2 separate regions of the Sus scrofa genome follow, and region 2 is linked to region 1. The links are chromatin contacts, called in public Hi-C maps. All regions are on one chromosome and are shown on one strand. Each heading gives the region's core, a stretch centred on a gene start, on an enhancer-like site or on the middle of the called end of the contact. The rest is flanking DNA. Distances are from core to core; before and after follow the strand shown. Region 1 holds the start of TXNDC16 (thioredoxin domain-containing protein 16). Region 2 holds the start of GNPNAT1 (glucosamine-phosphate N-acetyltransferase 1).

Region 1 (5,636 bases), core at 445-2,944:
AGAGAATACGATGCTTTCCTGATTTTGACAAGTGCCTAAAAGAATATAACTCTCAGTTCATGCTCAATATATCCGCTAAAGTACATAACTGCAATCAGTTAACTCACTGGGGCCAATGGTACTCCGGCCCCTTTCAAACTGAACTATGTACTGCTCTAACCACATTCTCTAAGAATCCATGAGGCAAATGTCTTAAATTCCAATAAATCTGAGATCCTTCTTTACAGCCTTGATGTTGGATTAGGCCTGTTAACCTCTTACAGCCAAGCTGTACCCTTAGCCTGCACCACACAACCTGCTCAGCTGAATGTTTATCAGAGGGATTTCAGATAATAGCGCCTAAATGTATATCACAGTTTGTCAGCACACCTACACAGAACCCAGAACAGAGCAGCATCTGGTGCCTGAGTGAACTTCTGTCCCAGAACCTGGAACACGAGAAACTTTTAAGTCCCCCGTGGATCAGGTAGCTAGGAAAGAAGGTACCAACACTCTCCTTAGAATAGTGAGTTAGGAAAGGCTGAGTCTTGGCTGCACCAGCAAATCTAACAGTCTTTCACGGGGATACTTAATTTGGATGTGCCACCCATTCTAAGGGGAACACAAATTATTCTCTCATCGCTTTGCACTACTTTGCTCTTTTCCTTACCAAACACCTTCCCAAAAAAAGTCAATAAATATTAGTTCAATATACGTGGAAGATCTATTTAGATCTATTTATTTTCACTAATTTTCAGCAGCATGTGACATACAGCATTTGTTTTGTATCTCTCTGAGCCCTAAAAATAGCGCAGCCATCCACCCCATACCAGACCAAGGCTTGAAGGAATACATGGGGAATTTAAGAAGCACAGACTATTCTTTTTCCTCTCCAGACATTCATCAAAGGCTTATAATTCTGTTTCTGCCTGGTTGACTGAACTTATGCCTACAGCATCTTTTCAAATTCGAAGTTTCAAAGACCCACCTTCCCCTACTCGGAGATCGCGTCCATATCCATCTCATCCTAGTATCACTCTTTTTTCTGGGACATTTCCCGAGGGATGAAAGGGTCTTTTAGCGCTTCTGTTCAGCCTTCGCCTCATCCCTTGCCCCCTCCCCACGAAGGGCTCACGTTTTAACTGCCGCTCACGCCCCCGGGGGGCGGGGGGGAGAAGAAACAAAAACGTCTCTAAAGAAGGATCTAGGTGAGGCCCCTTTTAAGCCAAACTCCAGAGTTAGCCGGTGCGGCCCCTGCCGGGGAAGAGCCACCAGGGCTGAATCTCTGCAGGCAGAAACCACAGCCCGTCGCCTGTAGGAGCGGCGCTGCCACCTACCTACTCGGAGACCGGAGGACAAGACCTGCGGGCTGGGACCCGGACGGCTGGCCGACAGTTCCCGCCACTTGAAAGAGAAGAAGCAGAAGGCGGGGTCATGCCCCGCTTGCTTCGCTGCACCGAACCGCTCCCCACACCTGCGAGTTTGCAGCGCTCCCGCCCTCCACGCCTGCAGCCACCACAGCTCGGCTGTATCAGCCGGCAGGGAAAAAACAAGCCGCGAAGCTCCTCCCTCTCCTCGTGGGCCTTACGTGAGGCCTCTCCAGCCAAAGGGAAGCGCAGGGGGAGGAGTGAGAGAAGCCCCAGTGACAGGCCACAACCTAGTCCGCCCGCCGGCGCGAGCGGGCAGCGCAGTTGCTGGGCCAATCGACAGTGTGGGTGGGAAGTGAAGAGGAGGGAGAAAGCGGAGAAAGGAAGCGTCCAATCAGATCGTGAGACCCTGGAGCGACGGGTCCTGCCGCCTGTAGTCTTCCGAGTGCGGCGCGCAGGGGGCGTGCCCACCTGGGCCAATCCGCGCGAGCCCACGGTGCGGAGCGAGCGCCTCAAATGCTCGGGTTTCTCAGCTGATTGTCTCCAGCCGAGAGTTGTTTTTTGCAGCTACCGAGCGGAGCCGCTGCAGGAGGAGCAGAGACCCCCGGGGGGGTGGGGCGGGGAGAGGAGGCGGGGTCCGGGGAGCCGCGGCTGCTCTCCGCGGGGCTCCAGGTCCTGTCACGGCGCTTCCTGGGGTTGGAGGTTGGGGTGGGTGGGGGGTCAGGGAGTCATCCTTCTTCCCCTCGACGGCGGCTCCGAGTCCGGCCCCTTCCTTCCCGCGCTCCCTCGCCCGCCCCACAACCCCCTCATGAGGGTGTCCGTGCCGGGTCCGGCGGCCAGCCGCGAGCCCTCGACGCCCGGCGGGAGCGGCGGAGGCGGAGGCGCCGTCGCTGCTGCCTCAGGCGCCGCGGTGCCGGGCTCGGTACAGTTGGCGCTGAGCATCCTGCACGCCCTGCTCTACGCCGCTCTCTTCGCCTTTGCCTACCTGCAGCTGTGGCGGCTGCTCCTGTATCGCGAGCGGCGCCTGAGTTACCAGAGCCTCTGCCTCTTTCTCTGTCTCCTGTGGGCAGCGCTCAGGACCACCCTTTTCTCCGCCGCCTTCTCGCTCAGCGGCTCCCTGCCCCTGCTCCGGCCGCCCGCTCACCTGCACTTCTTCCCCCACTGGCTGCTCTACTGCTTCCCCTCCTGTCTCCAGTTCTCCACGCTCTGTCTCCTCAACCTCTACCTGGCGGAGGTAAGGCGGGAGGACCGGCACGCTGGGCCGGGCGGGAGAACGGGGCCGCAGCTTTCAACTTGGGCTAGGGACCGGTGGGGGCTGGGGTAGGGAGGTGCGGACCGAGAGTCGCCCGGGGAGACTGAGGTACGCCCGGATTGTGTGCCAGGCTTCTCGCCCTAAACTTGAGCCGCCGATCGGCTCGGCGACTGAAGGGCTTGGAGGGGGATGAGTGAGTGAGAGTGTGTTCCGACAACTTAAGAGAGCAGGACCAGCCTTTGTTCGGCGTCCTGGCCCTGTAAGGGAAGGTATCGGTGGTACCAACAAAGTGGCATCGCAAGAAGTAGCAGCCCCGGTAGCTCTGCCGAAGCTGGACTGTGTTGAGAGAGGTTGGATGCTGAGGTAGCAGCAGCTCTGCTGAAGCTGGACTGCTGCCAGCCATTACGTCACCAGGCAGAGCTGTTCCTCTGCTATTGTTGCTGCGTTTCTTTTATTAGAAGCTTATATTCCCTCCTGCCTCTCCTTTCCCGTGGCTCGATAAGCCTCACACAGATTCCTTTCGTTGGTTCCCCGGCGGGGTTAATTATCAATAACCAAAGCGGAGGGTCAGTATAAAGACCTCCGTAAAAAAATCCCAGTGTTTGCCCCAGTCGCTTCATGCTTTGGGTATTTATCTTATCTTTTTGCAGCCTGGGTTTTGTTTGTTTGTTTGTTTAAGCTAATTAAGAGATAAAATATTAGCTTAGCCTGCGCCTGTTACAGAAACAAACCACCAAACTGTTTTTGCAATAAGTTGCTTAATAGCTGGAACCTAATCACACCCCCTTTCTCTTTCTTGAGGAATTGCTGGTTGGATTGCATTGTTCTGCAGCACTTAGGTATTTGACCCATTTCAAACAGGTTTGAGAGTGTAAGGTTGTCAATCATGTGTGCCAGCTAGTGGTATTTAAGCTAAGGAATTTTGAGAATTGCAAAAAAAAAAAAAAAAAAAAAATCCCCCCTCCCCTCCCCTCTGGAAAAAAAAAAAAAAAGCTTGAGGCGGGGAGGAAACAAGATGACATCATATGCTTAATACTGACTAATATAGAACAATATTGGTCTCTGCAGCTAATCCTCTCAAAGGCTTTTGGAGGTGATGAGAATTAACATAGTTATGAACAAAAGTTAAAAAAAATTGAGGCAGATTAAGTGTTTATATTTCCTGCGTAAACCAACTCTTTTCACTCCTAATAGCTAGGAAGTAGAATGCATAATTTTAAAAGAACAGTCATAACTTCAGCTTTTAACTCTGCTAAAAACAACAATTCAGAGTATGTAACAAATTCAACTTGAATGCCCCATCATTTGGAAGTCCAAGCAATACAATGACAAAAACCAAAACAATAAGCAGAAATAAAAAGCGTAGGTAATCATAAATCAAATAAACATGCTGTTGTCATGTCACTTATTTGAAGGTGTCCTGATCTTCTAGTTGTTAAGCTGTTATAACACCTCTATCCTTTATAGCTAAACTGATACATTGCATTCTTCCTAACACAATTTCTGATAGACTACCAGTGACATCTCATCAGTAAAGCTTTCCTCTAGCTTCAGATATTATTTACCTCAGAGTGACTAGCAATCCTTACATCATGAGTATCAATCAGATAATTTGTTTCTCCCCTATACCTTTTGATTTATAAAATCTTATTAGTAATTAATTGTAAAATAGTTGGTGGATATTTCATAAAGTAGCTAAACACTCTTTTTACTTTTTTTTGGAAATAGAACATATCCCACCAGAAAATATATAAAGCTTAAGTATACAGCTAGGTGAAATTTTACATATGCATACGCTCCCAGACTAAGGTGTGCAACATTTTTAGTGCACCAGAAGGCCACCTTGTGCCCTCTCCCAGTCATACCTCTCACCCTGAGGTAAACACAAAGTGACTAAACATTATCACAATAGGAAAAAAAAAATCTATATTTTAAGTTCAAAATTCTAAAATATACCTGTACAGCATAAACTACACAATATCCGGATTGAGTTTTCAGACTTTTCGATCACTTGTTATTCTAAGCTAGCGAGGAAGAATTTAAATGTCTAAAAGTCTTCCTGTTACATGGATCTCTTGTATGTGTAATGTACTTTTTAGAAAGCAATACATTCTATTAACCTTGGAAATCTCATTTAGAAAGAAGCTTGTCTAAAGCTTTTTATCTTTTGCAGTGTCTCCTAGAAAGAGTGTAGGTTGTCTATACTTGTCTTTTTATAATAAAATTAACAGTTTTAAGATGCATAGCTATGCTTATAAATATAAACTTTCAACCCATTTAAAGATACATTTTTAACCAGAAATCATTTCTCTATTCACTAAAAAAATTAAATTTAAAAACACAAGGAAGTCTCTATTTAAAAGAGTATAACTCCTTAAGTGAGGAGTTCCCTTGTGGCACAACAGGTTAAGGATCTGACATTGCCACTGCAGTCCTTGGGCCACTGAGGTGACACAGGTTCGATCCCTGATTCCTGGCTCAGGAACTTCCACATGCCACAGCAGACATGGCCAAAAAAAAAAAAAAAAAAATCAAATTTTTTTTCTTTTTTTTTCCGCACCTGTGTCATACGGAAGTTCCTGGGGCCAGGGATCAAATCTGAACTGTAGCTGCAACCTACCCTACAGCAGTGGCAATACTAGAGCCTTAAACCTGCTGCTGCAGAGTGGGAACTCCAAAATCAAATTTTATATCAATTCCAAGTAACTGGAAGTACACTTTCTGTTTGTCATTCTGAATGAATGAAGCTTTATCAAAGAGTTCTTTGTATTATAGCAAAGTGTTAGAGAAAGTCTATATGGTGAAAAATACAAAACTTAACATTTGATTTTTTTTAAACCGAAGGCTCTTAATATCTGTTTTGAATAGTTGTGCTTCTTGATTACCAAATCGCTCTTTTTACTATCTGTCATATTAAATATCAATTTCATTTTATTTTTGACCTCTTCAAAGTATTTGTTTTATTCATTTCTCACTAATTAAAAACATTCTAACTTTCAGGACTTAGTTACAAAGAACTAGAGAGCAGTATAAAAATA
Region 2 (5,171 bases), core at 1,295-3,794, 220 kb after region 1:
AAATACTTAAAGCATTCTGGATAGAAATAAGAGTCAATATTCTTATGTCAATCAGAAATTAGTATCAAAATGCTTATATGAGTTATTTTACAAAACACAGCCATACTTAAGGTTACCTTCTTTTATCTTACTCTGTCCCCATATACTAAAATTCTGCTAGTGCCCAATTAATATGCTGGACAAGTTAAAACATGATTTGAGGAGTTCCCGTTGTGGCACAGTGGTTAACGAATCCGACTAGGAACCATGAGGTTGCGGGTTCGATCCCTGCCCTTGCTCAGTGGGTTAACGATCCGGTGTTGCCGTGAGCTGTGGTGTAGGTCACAGACGCGGCTCGGATCCTGTGTTGCTGTGGCTCTGGCGTAGGCTGGCGGCTACAGCTCTGATTAGACCCCTAGCCCGGGAACCTCCATATGCCGCAGGAGCGGTTCAAGAAATGGCAAAAAGACAAAAACAAAAACAAAAAACATGATTTGATAATAAATTTCAAAAGATTTTAAAAAAGAGAAAAAGAGGTAGATTTACTTGGTTTACAAAAGAAATAATTTTCAGCATCTTAGAGTGCCCCTAGGTACCACAAAACTGGGAAATTTCAATAAATAGAACTGCATAATTGTTTGAAGCTGAATCTCAGTATTATCATTGGGGTCTTATTTCGAAGATTTTTGATAATTTTAAAAAGTAAACCCTAACCTATAAGTATTTCTCAAGAACCTTTCCTGTTTAACCACTAAGTTAGCATGCATTTAAAGGCCCGTATATGCCTAACCTTAGCTCAATAAATGCCTAGTGAATGAATAATGAATGGTGTAACACTTATCTGGAGGTCACATTTCAGAAAATCTAGAAGAAAGATTCCCAAACTGCCACAAGTAATATCACAAAAACCATACATCAAATTCATTTTTACTAAGATCAGCTCAGGTTTTCAGTCAGTTGAACATTCTTTGGAAGCAAATGCAACATTGGTTTCTCAGCCTCTACAGGACACTAGAATATACACATAGGGAGGAGCTGTTGCTAGAAACAAGCAAGTGAGAGCAACAAGTTATAGATACTGGGAATGAAGATTTCAAAAGTTGACACAAAAATTTAAAAAACAATCTGAGGTCAAATCCAAACTGCCTTTAGATATCTCAAGAGCTCTTGAGGGCATCGCTGTACTCCTTCAGTATAGGGTTAAAGCAGGCAGGGGGCCCTCGTGCTGTGTGAGACTGGGGTTCCTCGACATACATTTTATAACAATTTCAATAATTTGATTAAATTCTGAATCTAAAGAACACCCCATTCGCTGATCATTTTGATAGGTCTGGCTATATTTATTACATAGCTATATTTATTACACTTAAGGTGAGAATTTTCAAAAGTATTTTCTGATAGTTTATCTGACCTCTGTAATAGAGGCATTATTCTCAGTCTATCCTGGAGCAAGCTGGAGCACGTGGAACTTTCAGGACTTAACTCCAAGGTAACAGCCAATGAGTGAATTGGGACTAAATCTTCTGCTGTGGTTCTCCCACCTTGAGCTCTACAAACACCATACTCAGTAGAAGCCAATCTTTACATCATCGTGCCAGACAGGTAGCTGTCTCCTCTATTCTAAAAAATGTCAGTGAATCCTGCCTAATGAAACTGATCAAAATGATTTCTTGAGATCCCTTCTAAGATTCACTCACGAGTGTATATCCTAATAAAACTAGAATTGCCTTTCAATTTTGTGTGAAATTTTAAGAGTTCAATTTACATAAACATTACATCCCATAACAGAAATCACCGTACTCAGTGTTCCTAGGGGTAGAAGTCGCGGGAAGAGACAAAGGATGTCGGTCTTTCGCACATTGAAAACCCCAACTTAGTCAGCCCAGGAGGTGTTCTTCGGAGCCGAATCATGTCCTCAAGTGGCTCCTGACCGCTGTGGGGTGCTCCTCGAAAAGGAAAAGGGGGCCCCAGGCGTTCGTGCCCACTCAAAACCGAAGGCGACAGAGACTGTGAATAGCTGTCACAATCCTCCATGCTAAAGAGTTTAGACCCAAGTCTCCGTTCTTGCCCTACCAAGGGCCACCCCCTGCATGGCCGGACCACTGGCCATCATCCCTAACCTGTTCCAGGCGTGTGTCCGCTGAACTTGCTCTAAACTACCCTCTACGCCCCCATGTACACCCAGCTGGCGAAGATCAATGCCCAGCTCCTCGAACGGAACCTCCCCGAGCCCTAGCCCAGGCCTAGCTCTCCTCGCTCGGGGTAGCAGTCCCACCTGTTTGATAAATCTGAAGGCAGGCCCACGACGGCACCCAGGGCATCCAGCCCGGCCCCGCTCCCTCTCCCCGACCCCCAGCCCCCTCACCCGTAGAGGGCCGCAGTTGGCGCTCCTCTCCAGGCCTTGTCGAACTCTCACCCACCCGGGTATACAGCACTGGATCCGGATCCGGCTTCAGCGCCAGCCCCACCTCCTCTACCTCCCGCGCGCGCTACAGTCGCTTGCTCAGCCGCCACGGCGCGAGCAGCCGCCAGGACGTGGCAGCACCACCGCCTCCAGCCCGCCCCTGCCCGCTGACGCAGGGCAGCGCGCAGGCCGGCGGAGGCGACGGCGGGCGGGGCCAGGGGCGAAACCCGAGTGCGGGGGCGGGGCCTGTGGCGGCGTCAGCACGTGGGGCGGCAGCGAAGACGTTCCCGGGACTCCGCCCGGCGCGGGCGCCGGGCAGGAATCCAGAGCTCACTCCTTCGTACTCCGCGCTCCCTAAGGCTTTTCCCACGGCCTCAGCGTCTTGGCTTTTATGGAAATAATTTTGCCTCGGAGTCAGCTAAGTGGTGACTAGTGTGGGCTGCTTTGATTCTTAGAGGCCAGAGGCTCGGCCCCTTGCCCTCTGCATTTGCCCCTTCCCTTCAGAATCACTCCACTCATTGATTAGGACTTGTGCTGGAGGCTCGAAGCTTCTTATCCCGTTTTTTTTTGAGTCACAAATCCAGTCTCTGTGAGGCGGGGCACCTGCATCTTACTCCCAGACTGCGTTTTATTTCTCGCTCAACTCCTTTTTGGATGAACGTGGGGTTAAGACATTAGTTCTCAGCTGCGCGATTTTATTTCCCAGGAGACAGTTGACCATGTGTGGCACATTTTCAAACTCAAATCTTAGGGGAGCGGGGATGGGGAGGGAACAGGTTTTAGCGGCATCTCTCCAGATGAGAGGATAAAAGTGGGTATAGATCAGGCACGCTGCAAAATGTTGCACAGAACACACGGCAGCTCCCAACAACAACAAAAATCACCTGGCCTGAAATTTCAGTATTGCCGAACTTGAGAAACCCTGGGTTAGAAGAAAACTGACTTTTCTCTGACCTCCTGTCTTACCTAAGTAGCATGTGTTAGTAAACAGGTTCAGAGATGTTAGTTAATATGCTGAAGTCACATAGCTAGTCTCTCTCCTTCCTTGCTTCGTTCCATAAATTTCAATTTTTTTCTTGCTTATTTTTGAGACTTAAATTTCAGTTAACTGTTTTACTGATTGGTGCATTCTCACAACTTCAGAATATCCATCTCGTTTTTACCCTTACACATACAAAAGAATATGCGAAGACGTAAACAACAGTAAACACCGCTAATCTTAAGAAACACATAGCTTTGTTTTCTTTCAGATTTCTGACCCTATATTTACAGTGAGTTCCTCCTGGGCAAAAGAACCTTGTAAATTTTCTTTTTTCTCTCCTTTAGGGCCACAGGTGCTGCATAATGAAGTTCCCGGGCTAGAGGTGGAATCAGAGCTTCAGCTGTTGATCTATGCCACAGCAATGTGCGATCTGAGCCGTCTGCGACGTACACCACAGCTAGCTGCAACTAGGGATCCTTAACCCATTGAGCGAGGCGAAGGGTTGAACCCAAATACTAATGGATACTAGTTGGGGTCATTTCCACTGAGCCACAGTGAGAACTCCCAGTAAATTTTAAATTTATCAGAGTGAAACAATTGTAAAATTCATCCAGACCACAGGAGTTCTAAGAGGTACCCCACCAGATCTGCATTCAAGACATACCACTGGAGTTCCCACTGTGGTGACATGGTTTAAGAGTCCGACTGCAGTGGCCTGGGTTTCTACAGAGGCGTGGGCTGGATTTCCAGCCTTGGGCAGTGGGTTAAATATTCTGGGCACTGCTGCAGTTGCGGCCTAGGTCACAGCAAGGGCTGGGATTCAGTCCCTGGCCAGATGGGGCTTTCCATATGCCCTGAATGTGGCAATAAACAGAAACAAAAAAGAAAAGAAAAAAGGACTTATTACTCCTTACCCTCTTTGTGCCATGGGACCCCACTTCTTCTTTGAAAGTCAAATTCAGTCACTCTGGCGAGTGACTCTTTTTTTTGTTGTTGTTGGAATGAGCAGCCCAAGGTAGCCAGGTAACAATATTAACTTCTAGTTTAATAGAACCATTGGTGTGTCCTCTAGTGATTTTTATTTATTTTATGGATTCTTTTTTAAAATAGAGATGTAATTGGCATATAACATTGTATTAGTTTTAGGTCTGTAACATAATATGTATATATTGGAAATGATCACCACAATAAGTTAATTAACATCCATCACCACACATAGTTATGAATTTTTTCTTATGATGAGAACTTTTAGGATTTATTCTCTTAGCAACTTGCAGATGCAAAGTGCTGTTGAGTGCAGTCACCATAGATCACATTATATCCCTAGACCTTATTTATTTTATATGTGGAAGTTTGTACACTTTGACCACCTTCACTCATTTTGCCCCCCACCCCCATACTCTGGCAGCCAGCAATTTGTTCTCTGTATTATGAATTATTTTTTGTTTTGTTTAGATTCTACATATAAAGGAGATCATATAGTATTTGTCTTACTACCTGACTTATTTCACTAAGCATCATGCTTTCAATACCCATACATGGTGTCACAAGTGGCAGGATTTCCTTCTCTTTTATTGCTGAATAATATTTTGTGTGTGTATGTATGCACCAAAATTTCTTTATCTACTCATCTGTCAGTGGACACACAGTTTGTTTCCATGTCTTGGCTATTGTCAGTAACACTGCTGTGAACATGGGTGTGTATAGAGCTTTCGATATGTAAGATAGTGTTTTTGTTTCCTTCACATCAATACCCAGGGGAATTGCTGGATCACATGGTAGTTATAATTTTAATTTTTTGAGAAA

Evidence for each region. A called contact is a pair of places that touch in the nucleus more often than the background predicts.
Region 2: a Hi-C map of skeletal muscle shows a contact between it and region 1, with 6 times the contacts expected there. The contact joins the promoter of GNPNAT1 here to the promoter of TXNDC16 in region 1. A contact is called at or near these places in 4 of 47 Hi-C or Micro-C datasets (heart right ventricle, liver and skeletal muscle) and 1 of 2 datasets of contacts at active chromatin or transcription factors (skeletal muscle).

The regions. Positions count from the first base shown.
Region 1 is chr1:182,201,354-182,206,989 of Sscrofa11.1, forward strand. TXNDC16 (thioredoxin domain-containing protein 16) reads right to left here and starts at 1,695. Exons shown (of 21, transcript XM_021102004.1): 1 at 1,317-1,695. It overlaps GPR137C (integral membrane protein GPR137C), which reads left to right and starts at 1,832. Exons shown (of 7, transcript XM_005659957.3): 1 at 1,832-2,580. The coding sequence starts at 2,155.
Region 2 is chr1:182,420,905-182,426,075 of Sscrofa11.1, forward strand. It overlaps GNPNAT1 (glucosamine-phosphate N-acetyltransferase 1), which reads right to left and starts at 2,545. Exons shown (of 6, transcript NM_001243376.1): 1 at 2,345-2,545.